Regions from separate parts of the Mus musculus genome. Here regions 2 and 3 are each linked to region 1. A link is a contact called in public HiChIP or PLAC-seq and promoter capture Hi-C data. All regions are on one chromosome and are shown on one strand. The core of a region is the stretch at or near the end of the contact, and the rest is flanking DNA. Distances in the headings are between cores, read along the strand shown. Region 1 holds the start of Mymx (myomixer, myoblast fusion factor). Region 2 holds the start of Frs3os (fibroblast growth factor receptor substrate 3, opposite strand). Region 3 holds the start of Usp49 (ubiquitin specific peptidase 49).

The links. Promoter capture Hi-C pulls out the DNA fragments that hold promoters and counts their contacts. HiChIP or PLAC-seq counts read pairs in DNA pulled down with a chosen protein or histone mark.
Region 2: an H3K4me3 HiChIP or PLAC-seq map of embryonic forebrain shows a contact between it and region 1, with 3 times the contacts expected there. The contact joins the promoter of Frs3os here to the promoter of Mymx in region 1. A contact is called at or near these places in 2 of 39 promoter capture datasets (embryonic stem cells and liver) and 1 of 115 datasets of contacts at active chromatin or transcription factors (embryonic forebrain).
Region 3: a contact with region 1 is called in a promoter capture Hi-C map of embryonic stem cells, with 3 times the contacts expected there. The contact joins the promoter of Usp49 here to the promoter of Mymx in region 1. A contact is called at or near these places in 2 of 39 promoter capture datasets (embryonic stem cells and liver).

The regions. Positions count from the first base shown.
Region 1 is chr17:45,599,982-45,604,424 of GRCm38.p6, forward strand. Mymx (myomixer, myoblast fusion factor) reads right to left here and starts at 2,086. Exons shown (of 2, transcript NM_001177468.1): 1 at 1,998-2,086; 2 at 986-1,704. The coding sequence starts at 1,690. The coding sequence ends at 1,436.
Region 2 is chr17:47,699,885-47,704,327 of GRCm38.p6, forward strand. Frs3os (fibroblast growth factor receptor substrate 3, opposite strand) reads right to left here and starts at 2,112. Exons shown (of 3, transcript NR_045913.1): 1 at 1,730-2,112; 2 at 861-948; 3 at 85-558. Frs3 (fibroblast growth factor receptor substrate 3) reads left to right here. Exons shown (of 7, transcript NM_144939.2): 5 at 1,739-1,900; 6 at 2,686-2,840; 7 at 3,070-4,402. The coding sequence ends at 3,978.
Region 3 is chr17:47,628,071-47,632,513 of GRCm38.p6, forward strand. Usp49 (ubiquitin specific peptidase 49) reads left to right here and starts at 2,620. Exons shown (of 7, transcript NM_198421.2): 1 at 2,620-2,845. All of the region lies in intron 3 of Gm20517 (predicted gene 20517), which reads left to right.

The DNA of each region.
Region 1 (4,443 bases), core at 836-3,335:
GGACTGGTGTGACAATCATAATCAAATTATTCAGAGAATCATAGTACACGATGTCCGCCCACGCATGCGTACACAAAAGTGCTCGCTCAGCTGGGGAGTGAGAAAGTACATTTTTAAAAATATATTTCTTTTTATGTGTATGGATGTTTTGCTTGAGTGTGTGTCTATGCACCAGGTCATGCCTGGTGGCCTTCGAGGCCAGAGGAAGGTGTGGAACTGGGCTTATAGAGGGCTGTGAGCCGCCACGAGAATGCTGGAAATTGAACTCAAGTCCTCTCGAAGAACAGCTAGTGCTCTTAACTGACAGGGTCATCTCTCCAGCCCCTAGAAGTGAAGTTTTGAGGTGATTTTATTTCTTCAAGGGTAGTAAGATGTCCCTAAAGGTCACGCATGTCCCCACTTCCCGGCCCACTGCCTGCTGACGAGTTTTCTTTATCCCACTATCGAGCTGAGATGTCTCCAAAGCACACCCGGGATCAATTTCCCTGCTCTGTCAGCCAGCTAGCCTTCCTGCAACAGAGATCTAAGCCATTGCTGGGCGGGCCGCAGGAGGACATTCTAAATGAAGTTACACAATTCCAAACTTGTAGCTTGTGAGGACCGAGGGACAGACAGATGGAACAAGTTATCCAAAGGAAGTCTTACCAGTCAGTGCCTTCACCTCTGCCCCTTCTCCAGCTTCCCACAGATACCAACCCAGAGGTAGGCGAGAGTAGGGGTGGTGAGATTTTCTGAGACACCTCAGTCATCCAACACAGAGCCTGGAATTAGCTCAACCGGTAGAGAGAGCGCTTGCCTTGCGTGCATACAGTTCTGGGTTCAATCCCTAATACCACCCAAACTAGGCTTGGATGTGGTGTGTGCCTGTAATGCCAGTGCCTTGGAAGTAAAGTCATAGAGGACAGAAATTAGTTCAAGATCATTTCAGGAGTCTAAGGCCAGACTGGCATACATAAAACAGTCTCAAAAACAAAAGCCACCACCACCAATAACAACACACTGTCCTCGTTTATTGACTACCTGCTGCGTACCAAGCTTTGAAAGTACTCATTCTTTAACGGGAAGCAAGGGCTTATAATTTTAAGGTAGACGGGACAGTTTGGATTTAAATACCACCTCTTAGCTAAATTGTCTTGAGTCTAAGTGAAACATCATCTCTTAACTGACCTTGATACCCGCATTTGCAGGTCCACCCTGGAGGCCAGAGATAAGGCAGAGGGAGCTGCAGAGAGGAAGGGTCAATCAACACAATCTGTAGCCTGCTAGGAGCTAGGGGAGTGGGAACTGTTCAGGTCAGAGCCCTCTTGCACTCAGCCCGGACTGTCTTCGCCCACTGGGCAGTCTGCCGTCCATGCCCGTGCGTGCGGACCGACGCCTGGACTAACCGGCTCCAAAAGTACTTTGATGGGCGTTGCTGTTTCCAGGACCCGTGGCCTCACTTCTGGGGGCCCAATCTCTCCTTCCTCTGGGAGTGGTCCACTCTGGAGGCCTCTCCAGAATCCGGTGGCTGTTGCTGGCTGAGGACAAAGAGCAGACAGCTCAGCAGAGCCTCTCTCATGTCTTGGGAGCTCAGTCGGCGGGCCAGCCGGCGCAGCAAGGGCAGGAGGTGCTGCCGGGCCAGGCGGGCAACAGGCAGCAGCAGGCGGGACAGCAGCGATCGAAGCACCATCGGGAGCAATGGAACGGGCATGGCAGGACCTGCACCTGCAAAGGGAACCCGGGTTTTAGACTGTACCTCAGGCACGCACCTCACCTGGCAAAGCAGGGTGCGGGGGTGTGGAGTCCTCCCTTCAGCTTATACCTCTGTACTCCCCAGTTTTCAACTGGATTAGTTTTACAGTGCAGCTTTCTTCTGGCATGAAAGCTGGTTAAGGAGTTCACTCACTGTTATCACAGATGGGAAGGGAGCCCAGGGCTGGAAGGTGGTGGGGACTGAGGCTAGGGCCTTTTCCAGAACCCACTTCCTTTAATCCCTCCCTCCCTTTGCATACTCTGACCTGAAGCCTGAACTTCTTGCCCTCCTGCTCACCAGTTCTAACCGGCCAGTGGCAGCTCTCACCAGTCAGAACTGCTCAGAATCAATTTCAGGATGCTTTTGCCTGCGGTGGATTCAGCATCACTGGACATCACAAGGGAGCCCCACCCCCCTCAGCCTCCACCCAGCTCTGCTCAGCTTGGGTGTGGAGCGGGGCGGACAAGGAGGGAACAGCTGTGTTCTGGCACCTGGTATATTCGGTCCAGCTGCTCCCTCTTGCCATCTTAGGAGGAGAAGACAAGAGGGGCCATGTGCAGGAATTCCCCATGGGGTGGGGTGGAATGGCGGCAGACTTCAGCGTTGAGCTGTACTTTCTAGCCCTGTGACCTGAAGCGTGTGGACTCTTCTGGGATCCAGTCACCTCAGGTGTTACCTTTGGAAATGGAGGAATCAGAGAAGAGGACAGCGTGTGTGTGTGTGTGTGTGTGTGTGTGTGTGTGTGTGTGTGTGACACCTCAGATGAAGCTAAGCTGTGTTCAGCTTACCTATACCACCCCAGTGGCCAAGCCAACCGTGACCTGCGGAGTCTCTGATGGGCCCTTTTAGGGTACAGGATGGGAGGCACAGTTTCTGTTTTAACTGAGCACAGTTACATAGGGCTGGATATACATCAAGGCCTACTCAAGGACAGAAGAGCATACAGTTCTAGACCTTCTCCAGTCATTTCCCTGCCTCACTCTAAAGGATATATATACATATATATATATACATATACACATATGTTTTTATGTATGTATTTTAAGTATATATACATACACATGTACATATGTGTGTATACATACATACACATATATTTGTATATATATCCAGCTATATCTGGTTGGGTGTATGGCCTAAGTTTTTTATTTGGTTTTTGGGGGTTTTGTTTGTTTGTTTATTTTTCTTTTATTGTACGGGGTTTATCTGTGTAGCTCTGGCTGACCTGGAACTCACAGACATCTTCCTGCCTCTGCCACACAGTATGTTTTGTTTTAAGATTTTCATCACCCCATCGCCCACACCCCCACATCCCCACCCCTGCCTCAGTCAGAAAGCAGCTGTAATTCCAGGCTGGGTCCAATGCAGATGGTGGCTATTATGGTTGGTTTCAATGTCAACTTGCCACAAATTAAAATCATCTACATAGGGAGCCTCTCCCGCAGAACTGCCCTGATTGCCTTAATTGATGCAGGAGACTCTCCAGATCAAAAGGGTGTGGCCAAGGCAGATGCTCAGATCTCTGCTGGATTGGCCTTCCCTTTAGCCCTTAGTAGGTTTAATTAAATTATTTAATTTTGATCTACTCATTTCATCCGTTCTGTTCTTCTAGAGAACTGATAGAGTATGCATGAAGTGTTTTTTGCAAACTTCAAAGCTGTGGGAATATGGTTCCTTCTTATCTGTCATTAGCTGTCCCCATCAGTATCAAAGACCCTGACGGAAGAAAAGATTAAAGATTAAAAATGGAAACATGGAGAGGCAAGAATGTAGAACTACAGGGAGCACGCTTCTCTCTCGTTTGTTTTGATGTGGTTCAGTAGCCACAAGCTTGTCCCACCTAACCTACCCACTCCCCCACTCCCCTTCCCCACACCCCATGGGCCTGCCTGCCCCGCTGTGTGGATGCCTAGCAAAAACAGGTGAGTCTTGAGTTCTTGGTCTTGCTCAATTTCTCACCTTCACCTTGCAGGGAAGCGACAGGACAGCTATTTAAAAGACGAGGGACCTGAGGTAGAGAATCAGGATACCTTCATGCTGGATAAACGGCCAGGCCGCACCCCAGAGCTGACCCTTCCCTGGGTTTTCCAGTCTTCTGTAACTGGAATTCGCATATTTCTTGTGATTTGGGTATTTTCCTAGATTCCTTGCTTCCTGGTGCTGTGTCTGCTCATCAGTAAATCTACATGGCTTTTCTTTCAAATTGGAATTTGCGGGGACGGTGGGACGGCTCCGCAGTGAAACCTCACATCCAGAAGTTCCTGACTACGGTTCCTAGTGCCCATGTCAGGCATCTCACAACCACTGTACCTCCATCTTCCGGGCATCCAACATCTTTCTGGCCTGCACCAGCTCTGCACTCCCAGACACACACACATACAATTTGCAGAGAGAAAAAAACCAAACCTATGTTAGTATCCAGGTGATGCTACTGGTCTGTTCTCAGGGACCTGGCAGCTGCTTACATCATCATCTGCCTCCAAGAGGTTCTCGAGGTGGGTGCTGCAGATAAGAAGGCCCCCAGCCAGCCCAGAGCTCGATCCTAGTGCTCTCAATGTTGTCTGTCTGTGTATCTGCCTCTTTACCCCTGTCTGCATGGAGATTTCTCTGGCCTCCTCTGATTCTCTGAGACCGGTAAACCCGCTTGAGAGCTGTCTCCAATAAACCTGCTTTTATACTTTTTTAATTTGGCTCAATTTGGTTTATTATAT
Region 2 (4,443 bases), core at 862-3,361, 2.1 Mb after region 1:
TCATTGCTGTTCTTCCAGGCCATGGAAGGAGCGGTGCTCTTGGATCAGAGGCTATGCAGCAAAGACAAACAACCCTTTCCACTGTTGCCATGGTTCCAAGGTCTTTATTGCCTTTGCATAGGAAAACCCCTCCTGAGCTGCCAGGCCCTACACACTGGCCTCCGTGCACAGTGGAAGAGAAGTCAGGCAGGAGAATGGCTACTCAGGGCTGAGGAGCTTGCACAGAGACTTGGGCAGCAGGATTTTGGGTCTCTCATATACAGCGTAACCTTCCAGAGCCTGACCTTTGTCCACCTTCACCTGTGGGCAGTGGAGTATACTGTATCCCCTGCCCATGTGCCCTCTACAGGCAGGGCTCAGGGGCTGGCAGGCTGCTCATGAGCTTGAGGTTGGGACATGAGGTCTGGCCTTGCTTCTTAGGTCCACACATGCTCAGCACGAGGAGTCCTTCTTGGGACTGTGCTGCACGCAGACAGAGCTGTCTCTCCCGAGACAGCACAAAGCAATGCGTGTTCCGGGTTGATTGCTGAAGGGCCTTTCCTGGCATGCACCTCATCCCTGTGGTACAGGCAAGCATGGCGTGTGAGCAGAGAGGTGAGGCAGAGGCCACCTTCCTCCTGGTGAGGTTGATCCGCACTTGGCACCTGAGAGGGGTTGTCTGAGCTCCCAGTTCAGGGCTCCTCCTAATGCCAGACTTTTGCTGCACCCCCCACCACTCCACATTCCTTTCCTCCTTCCCCTCTCCTTCCTTCCCTCTTCCTCTTCCTCCTCCTCTTCCTCTTCCCTCCCCACCCCTGTGAGATGGTCTTGTTATATGTGTTCCTGACTGGTCTCCAAACTCACGGGGATTCTCGTCTCACCTCCCAAGTGTGGGATTACAGCCACGTATCACCACTTCTGTCCTTCTGGTCTTGTCCAGCTTTCACATATCGTGCCGTCTTTCTCGTCCTGTTTATACAAACTTCAGTTACCCTGTACTGGAGCTAATGGGTAGCAGTATATAAGAGTAATATAATGTTCATTGTCCATATCCCAGTTTAATTGTATCTATCATCCTGTGGGTGTGGTGCTGGGGACTAAACTCAGGACTGTGTACATGCTAGGAACCCACATACATGCATGCATGCATGCATGCATACATACATATATACATACCCTGGCTTTTTGAGACAGGGATTTCATGGGTAGCTCAGGCCAGCCTTGAACTTAATGATTAACTGTGGGTATGTGGTACCGTACCTGGTAACATCTATCTTTGCTGTGGATGTGTGCATGACCTCACACATCCCCCTCAGCTGCCCCCGAGTCCCATAGGCCTGTGTTACAGATCCCCAGGCTGGCATCTTCAGAGCCATTGAGTTGCAGGTGCTCAGTCAAGTGTTGCCACTTTGTGGACAGACACTTGGAAGTGCTTAGAGACCTGCTGCAGGAAGGAGTACTGGACTGCCTTGCTCTGCCTCTCCCAAGCTGAGAGGAACCTGTGTGGAAACAGTGGGCCTTTGCCTCTGGTCTGAATAGTCTGTGAATGAGCTGGAAGTAGGTCAGACCCAATTGTCTTCAGAGATAGTAGAGATGGCTATACCTGGATGAAGGGTTGGGGGTGGGGGCAGCTGGGAGGCAGAGTGATGGGTACAGGAAGATGGGGCACCTACCCATGGTTTTCTCCCCACCCCAGAAGGCACCTATCCTTAGGAAAACCGGGTCTTGGAGGCCCTCACTGCTTCCTCACCTTCCCCAGGCATCTTTGCATTCAAGTGTTCGAGGGCAGAGGACATCTTCAACCTGCTGCAGGACCTCATGCAGTGTAACAGCATCAACGTGACGGAGGAGCCGGTCATCATCACGCGGAGCAGCCACCCACCAGAGCTGGACCTGCCTCGAGGGCCCCCACAGCCCGCTGGTGAGAGACCCCACCCCAGTCACCCTGTCATATACACACACGAGCTAAGGAGCAGGTACGGGAGAGCTGGGGTGAGCCAGCCTTCCTGGACAGTCTTCTGTCGTCAGAACCATTCCTGAGGATGGATCAGTCCTGGGCAGGGCCAGTTGGGTGACTCAAGCTGGAGCTGCAGAGGCCTGCGCCTTGGGTCAACTGATGGTTGGGAAGCAGACAGGAAGACGTTGGGTTGCCATAGAAACAGCAGTCTGGAGCTTTTTGCTTCCTTCCGTGTACTGGCCTGGATCACATACAAAATACACTTCTCCTGGCTGGCTGGCGCGCCATCGCTGCTCACATTGGTGTGGAGGTTCCCATGATCTGTTCTTGATGGCTGCTAAGTCAGACCACACAGCCCTGCTCATTGTATTCCCTGTGAGAGACAGAAAGGCTAAAATGGCCCCTGTGTCGGTGAGGTTTCCTGGTGCTCCCTGGCAAAGCCTGCCTGGTCATAGGACAGTTCAGGGGTGACAGGTGTGCCATCAGTGTTTAATAAGGTCTATGAGAAAGTAGGAGGTTGAGCCAGCCTCAGGGTGGCTTCAGAGGGCAGGGCAGGATTTGATTGCAGAGGTGTAGGGGGGTGGGGGGCTGCCCAGTCAGTGCAGTGAGTGATAATAGGGCCGTGAGAGCCTCTTGCTTGCCTTTGGAAGGATTGCAGGGCACCTCAAATATGTGTGCACGTGACTGCAAATGACTGTCAGCTCTCCCATACCCCTCTCCTTGACTGCTTTCCCTGAACCCACCTCCAGGCTACACGGTCTCTGGCTTCTCCAATGGCTTCCCTGGCTGCCCTGGAGAGGGCCCACGGTTCTCCTCCGCACCTCGCCGACCCTCCACAAGCAGTCTGCGACACCCCTCGCCTGGGGAAGAGTCTACCCACACCCTCATTGCCTCCGAGGAGCAGGTGTGCAGGTGGTGGGCGGCACTCTAGGTGGGCGGGACCTAGGGAAGGTTGGGAGAACAGAAGAGACTTGATAGGGCCCCCCTCTACCGGAGCAGGAGGGGCCGCTTATGGGGGGGGGTTGGAGGCGGCAGGAGAAACTCTGGCTCTTTTCCTGTCTTCTCTGGCCCTGTCCCTCCTCCCAGTCCTTGAAACCACTTGATTCACTTAACATCTCTCTCCCTGCCTGCAGTCTCACACCTATGTCAACACACCAACTGGGGATGAGGATGGCAGAAGTCGCCACTGCCTGCAGCCACTGCCTGAGGGCAGGGTACCCCTCCCAGCACAGACACAGGGTTCCGACCAGCGAGACCCACAGGTGTTGCTCCAGCCAGGGCAGGTCAAGTTCGTGCTGGGCCCCACCCCTGCTCGGCGGCAGGTGATGAAGTGCCAGAGCCTCTGCCCGGGCATGCAGGACCCTCCCCATCACAACAACAACGAGGGCCCTTCTGAGTGCCCAGCCCAGCCCAAATGCACCTACGAGAACGTCAGCGGGGGCCTGCAGCAAGGGGCTGGCTGGAGACTGAGCCCTGAGGAGCGAGGGTGGAGTGGCCTGGCCCACCGTCGGGCGGCCCTGCTGCACTATGAGAACCTGCCCCCACTTCCCCCAGTGTGGGAGAGCCAAGGTCAACAGCCGGGAGGGGAGGCTGGGGATGATGGGGACTCCAGGGACGGGCTTACCCCGTCCTCAAATGGCTTCCCTGATGGCGAGGAGGATGAAACCCCGCTACAGAAACCCACCAGCACGCGGGCCTCCGCCCGTAGCCACAGCGGCTTCCCTGTCCCACTGACCCGCCGACGAGGCTCCCCGCGGGTCTTCAACTTTGATTTCCGCCGGCAGGGCCCTGAGCCCCCAAGGCAGCTCAACTACATCCAGGTGGAGCTCAAGGGCTGGGGTACAGCCCGTCCCAAGGGGCCCCAGAACCCCTCAGTGTCTGGAGCTCCTGGGCCCACCCCACACCCTGTTCGCAGCTCAGACTCGTATGCCGTGATTGACCTCAAGAAAACGGCGGCCATGTCCGACCTGCAGAGGGCTCTGCCCCGAGATGATGGCGCGGTCAGGAAGACTCGGCACAACAGCACCGACCTGCCTCTGTAGACCTGGGCCTCCGCCTGCCTCTGCCTACAGCAGGGGACTCCACCTCACCCACCAGCCCAGGACTCTCAGCTGCTCTGCAGAAGACACTTCCCTGCATCGCCGGAGTCCCCAAAGATGTCAGCCACTGAGTGTCCAGTTCCCCAAGCTGGGGAGAGGAGAGGGGGAGCCGGAGAGGAGGGAACCATGGTGGAAACTGTGAAGGGTTCTCAAGGTTGCATTTCGCACCCTTCCCTAATGTCCGTTTGTCTGTCTGTCTGCTGTCCATGTGTTTGTGCTTTCAGGTTTTTTTTCCTTTCCCTTTTTTTGTTGGAGTTTTGAGACATTTTTGTACCTGTTGATTTTATTTATCAGTTTATTTTTCTATTTATTGTTTTAAATGTAACTTAACATATTTATTATTAATATAATTATTTTTAAATTCTGGCTCAGTGAGTGCTCTCGTCTGTGCAGTGTTTCCTGGCAGGG
Region 3 (4,443 bases), core at 1,370-3,869, 2.0 Mb after region 1:
TCAGTGCTCTTAACCACTGAGCCATGTGTCTTTTTTCTTGTCAGTGCAAATGACAGTCAAACAACAAAGGCTGCTTATTTTCCATATTATTTTAATACTACTTTGGGTCTCAGAGACCCTCTGGAAGGCTCTTGAGATTCTTTGCACTTTCCAGGCAGCACAGACTTCAAGAGCCAAAGATGTAGTATGTAGTATGTGGTGGTGGGTTGATTTTCCTTCTAGCTGTTGGAAGTGCACAACTTCCTCACTCAGAAAAGCACCTTGTTAGGGAAAGAACACTAAGATACTGCCTGCTCCAAGAAAGCAGCTGGGAGCTGGGCAAGAGGAGAAAGGCACCTTTTAAGGTTTTTATTCACTTTTGTAAGGAGTCACAACTTAGAATTCCCAAAGAAAACTGTTAAATGGGACAACAACGAGAGGCACCAAGTTGTGGCTCTAATTAGGGATCTGTAGTCCGGAGACTTCTTGAATTATACTGCAGGGTTCCCTCCACCATAGGAACTAAACCCAGGGCCTCAGTCCTCTCCCAGGACTTGAGTTCTCCTCCTGTGCCACAATCAAATTTTTGCTTCCTTCATATTTACAGACATAAATCCTTGAACCACTGTAACATATAATACACGTTTATTTCTTATTGTTTTTCTTAAAACAAAAGTGTTTTCAGCCGCCTAAGGCTGTCTTGGGTGTTGTAACATATCTTATTTGGAGGGACCCTTCCCCGCAAGGTCTGGCAGGCCAGTGTACCCAGGAAGCTTGCCTACCTTGCAAAGGGAGTCTTTCTGTTTCAAAATGGACCTTATCCCTCTCGGAAGTCCCTGGGGCTACTGCCATCTAGGTCTGATTTATTTCCCAGTCCCCATTTGGGGAGCGATGAACCTTTTTCCGTCCCGTCGAAGAGGATTTCATAAGACAGCTGAATGCCGCCTGAGTCATCCGTGGTAAAAGTCCACACGTACGTGTGTGTGTGTGTGTGTCAGGGCGCCAAGAGTAACTGTGTGTATGTGTGTGTTCTCTGGCTGCTGCTACACCGTAAAGAAAACGCAAAAAAAAAAAAAAAATACCCGGAAGTGGGAAAGGCCTCTTTGGAGCAGCGAGACGTGCAGAAGGTAAGCCGCAGGGTATGCAAAATTCCTTTACCTTTACAGATCGTAGGGGTGGGGGTGGGGCGCTCGGAAAAGTGCCTGGCCCTTTAAGGAGGAGGGCCAGACAGTAGACTCTGTACCTTTAAGAGCCTCTTTGTCTAGAAACCTTCTTCCGTACCTCAACCAAACTTTGCCGGTGACTCGCGCCGCGCCGCGCCGCGTCTTAGCCTCTCACACCGGCCCGCCACAGCCGCTGACCCGAAACTTGGTGCCCACGGCACAAACCTGCGTAAAGGGCGCGGGGCCCCAGGTCGCGGCCGGGAAGGTGCGCCGTTGGCGCATTGCGGGACCTGGGGGCGGGGCTCTGACAGGCGGGCCAATGGGCGATAAGGGGCGTGGTCCGCCTGCTCGTCTTGCGCCCGGGTGACAGCTCGCGCGTGCTGATGATGGCGGTAAATAGAGAGGGGAGGGAGCTGGGAAGGGGGCGGAGGGCCGGCGGAGCGGCCGAGGGGGCGGCCCGGGGGGCGTGAGGGGCCGCAGTGGCTGGGAGTTCGCGCAGATATTCGGAGGCGGGGACACGCGGCCCGGGCATGCCGGCCCTCCCCTTTTAAAGGAAAGGGAAAAAAAAAAAAATCCCCTCACACACCCGGTGAGGGGCGACAAAGGCGGCGTGCGCCTAGCGGGCGGGAGGAGCGGCGGCAGGGGGCGGGACCGCGACGCCGGCGGGCCCCGGGCGCCCGGGGCGGGGACGGCGGGCGGCGACAGCGAAGGCGCGAGTCCCGGCGCGCGGACGCTGCGTTTTGGCGGGGTGGGCGACGTCTGGGTTGTGAGGTGAAAGGTTTGAAGGGAGAGAGGGGAAGGCAGGCTGGGGCGGGGACGGAAGGGTTTGCTGAGTAGGAGATGAAGAGGATTAGGAGAGAAAGGGTTAGAAGCCGGAGAGTGGAGTGAGAAAGAAACCCAGGCTGGCCCCGGGATGAGGTTAGGAAGCCCGGGGCTGGGAAGAGGGATCCGGGGTCAGGGCTAGGAGCAGGGGTCTGGAAGAGGCAAGGCTTGGCAGGTGGGAGGTGTTGGGCCAGGGCCAGAAGAGTTGCAAGTGGAAGACAAGGAAGGAGCAGAGCCGGGGTAGTAGTTGGGAGTGGAGGAGAGTGATTAAGAGCCAGACGTGACAAGGGTGTGAACTAGTGCAGAGCTGGGGATGAGCTGAAGGGCTGGGAGCCGCTGGGGTGGGATCGACAAGGTGTGGGTCAGTAGCTGGTGAGGGGTGTAAATTCTGTAAAGTGAGGGAGACAGGAGACCTGGATCACAACCAGGTGGAATCAAGAATCGGACGTTAGTGGAAGGGCTAACGGGAAGCGAGCTGAGAGCTGGGCGTTAATAGGACAGTTCTGGGAGAAAAAGAAACAACGCTGAAAGGACGCTAGAAGCGGGGTGGAAGGAATGATGGTGAGCTGGGAAACTGGAGAATTGCTTGTCGAGGAGGTTCAGCAAGGTAAAGATAGTGGAGTCAAAAGATTGGCCGAAAGGCAACCCGAGGAGATGGGCCCTGGGAATTAAAGGATGGAATGGGGAGTGGGGAAAGAGAAAGGAGATTAAGGCAAGCTAGGGAAGTCCTGGTGGGTATAGAACTGGGGTGGGCTGCACAGGAGTGGGAAACGAATGTTTTGCCCTGAAGTGCCCCAGAAGGTCTGGAAGGGGCAGGGCACAAACGCTGTAGTGAAGGATCTGAAGTAGAGAGCCTTTGGTGCAGAAGATAAGGAACCATGGTGAGTGAAAGGGGACCTAGAAACAGGGGGAAAAGACTGAGAAGTGGGGGACCAGATGGGGGTGCAGCATAGGAGTTCTTTGTTAAGAGAAATGTGTATTGAATTTGTGAGTCCTTTTGTCCCTAATAGTAGGAAATTCCAGAAACCTTTTTCTCTCTTCAAGGAGTCTTGGATCCAGTTTCCATCTTTCGCCTGAAAATCCACTTTCATGTCCACTTTGAAAAGATGAGACCCATTTTTACTTGATTTTGTTCTTGTGGGATAGAAAAATTGGCAGCCTTGGGTGCTGAAAACCTCTTGGTTTCACTAATGTTGTGCTAAAGGGTAAATGAATTGTGTTTATTTACAATGTGCCTGTGGGATGTGGTAGTTGGGGTGGGTGGAGGAGCTGTTTTAGAGCTAACGACGCTGGCCAGGGCCAGGGCATCTCATTGAAGAGTACACCGTTGGGGAGAGAAAGACATGGTTCATTTGGTTTTTATTAATCAGACAGATTTCTGCCTAATTGTTTTCAGCAACTGAAGAATATGGAGAGAGAGAGAGAGAGAGAGAGAGAGAGAGAGAGAGAGAGAGAGAGAGAGAAAGAGAAATAACTAACCAGGGAAGTTTACTGAGCAGGAGTCTGAAGTCACTGCTCTAAGGGCGTTGAGTTCGTATGCTGCTTGCAGCTTTGTGTGGAACATTTTTCATGGGGTAATTTCTCCCCAGATCTTCAGACAGTGATGGAGAAAGGTTGACTGCAGAGCTGAGGAGAGTTTTAGAGCTGTGAACTCATCTTTTAGATTGCATAATGGCTTTATGAGTACCTTTTATGAAAAAACTTCTGTAAGATAAGATTGCAGTCCCTCTGCCTGTTGTATTGTATGATTGTGAATAGGAAGGGCATATTAATATTCTTTAGAACCCTTTGATTTGTAAGGCACATTTTTAATGAAAATAATTACATTTATTTGTATGTATGTGGAGCAGTTATGGAAGTCAGAGGACAACTTGTGGAAGTTGGCTCTTTCTTCGCATCATTTATGTACCGAGGATTGAACTCAGATAGTCAGGCTTGGCAGCAAGCTCTTTTACCCAATAAGCCATCTCTCTGGCACTATAAGACCATTTTGGAAATTAAAGGGAAGATGAGAATTTGGGGACAAATTTAAACTTATTCTTTATTGGTAGTGTGCTTTAGTGATTTTTCATTCTGAAGTGATTATATTTAATTAAGACAATTAATGAGTATTTTCTTCATATTTAATAATGTGAAAAGTAAAGTATAATTTCTTTTGGGGGGACAGGGGTACAAACTATTCTTGAATTGTTTTTAAATTTTATGTGTATGGGTGCTTTGCCTGCATGTATGTCTGTATACCACAGGCATGCCTGGTGTCTGCAGAGGGGCACTGCAGAAGCTGGAGTCAGATTCCCCAGGAACTAGAGTGACAGACGTTTGTGAGCTGTGTGGGGGTGCTAGGAATGTAGTGTGTGTCTTCTGAGAAGAGCAGCCAAGGGCTCTTACCAACTGAGCCATCTCTCCAGTCTTGTTCTCAAGGTTATTTCCTTGAGAACAACTACAACTACATTCAGATAAACAGTGCTACTGTTTCCCC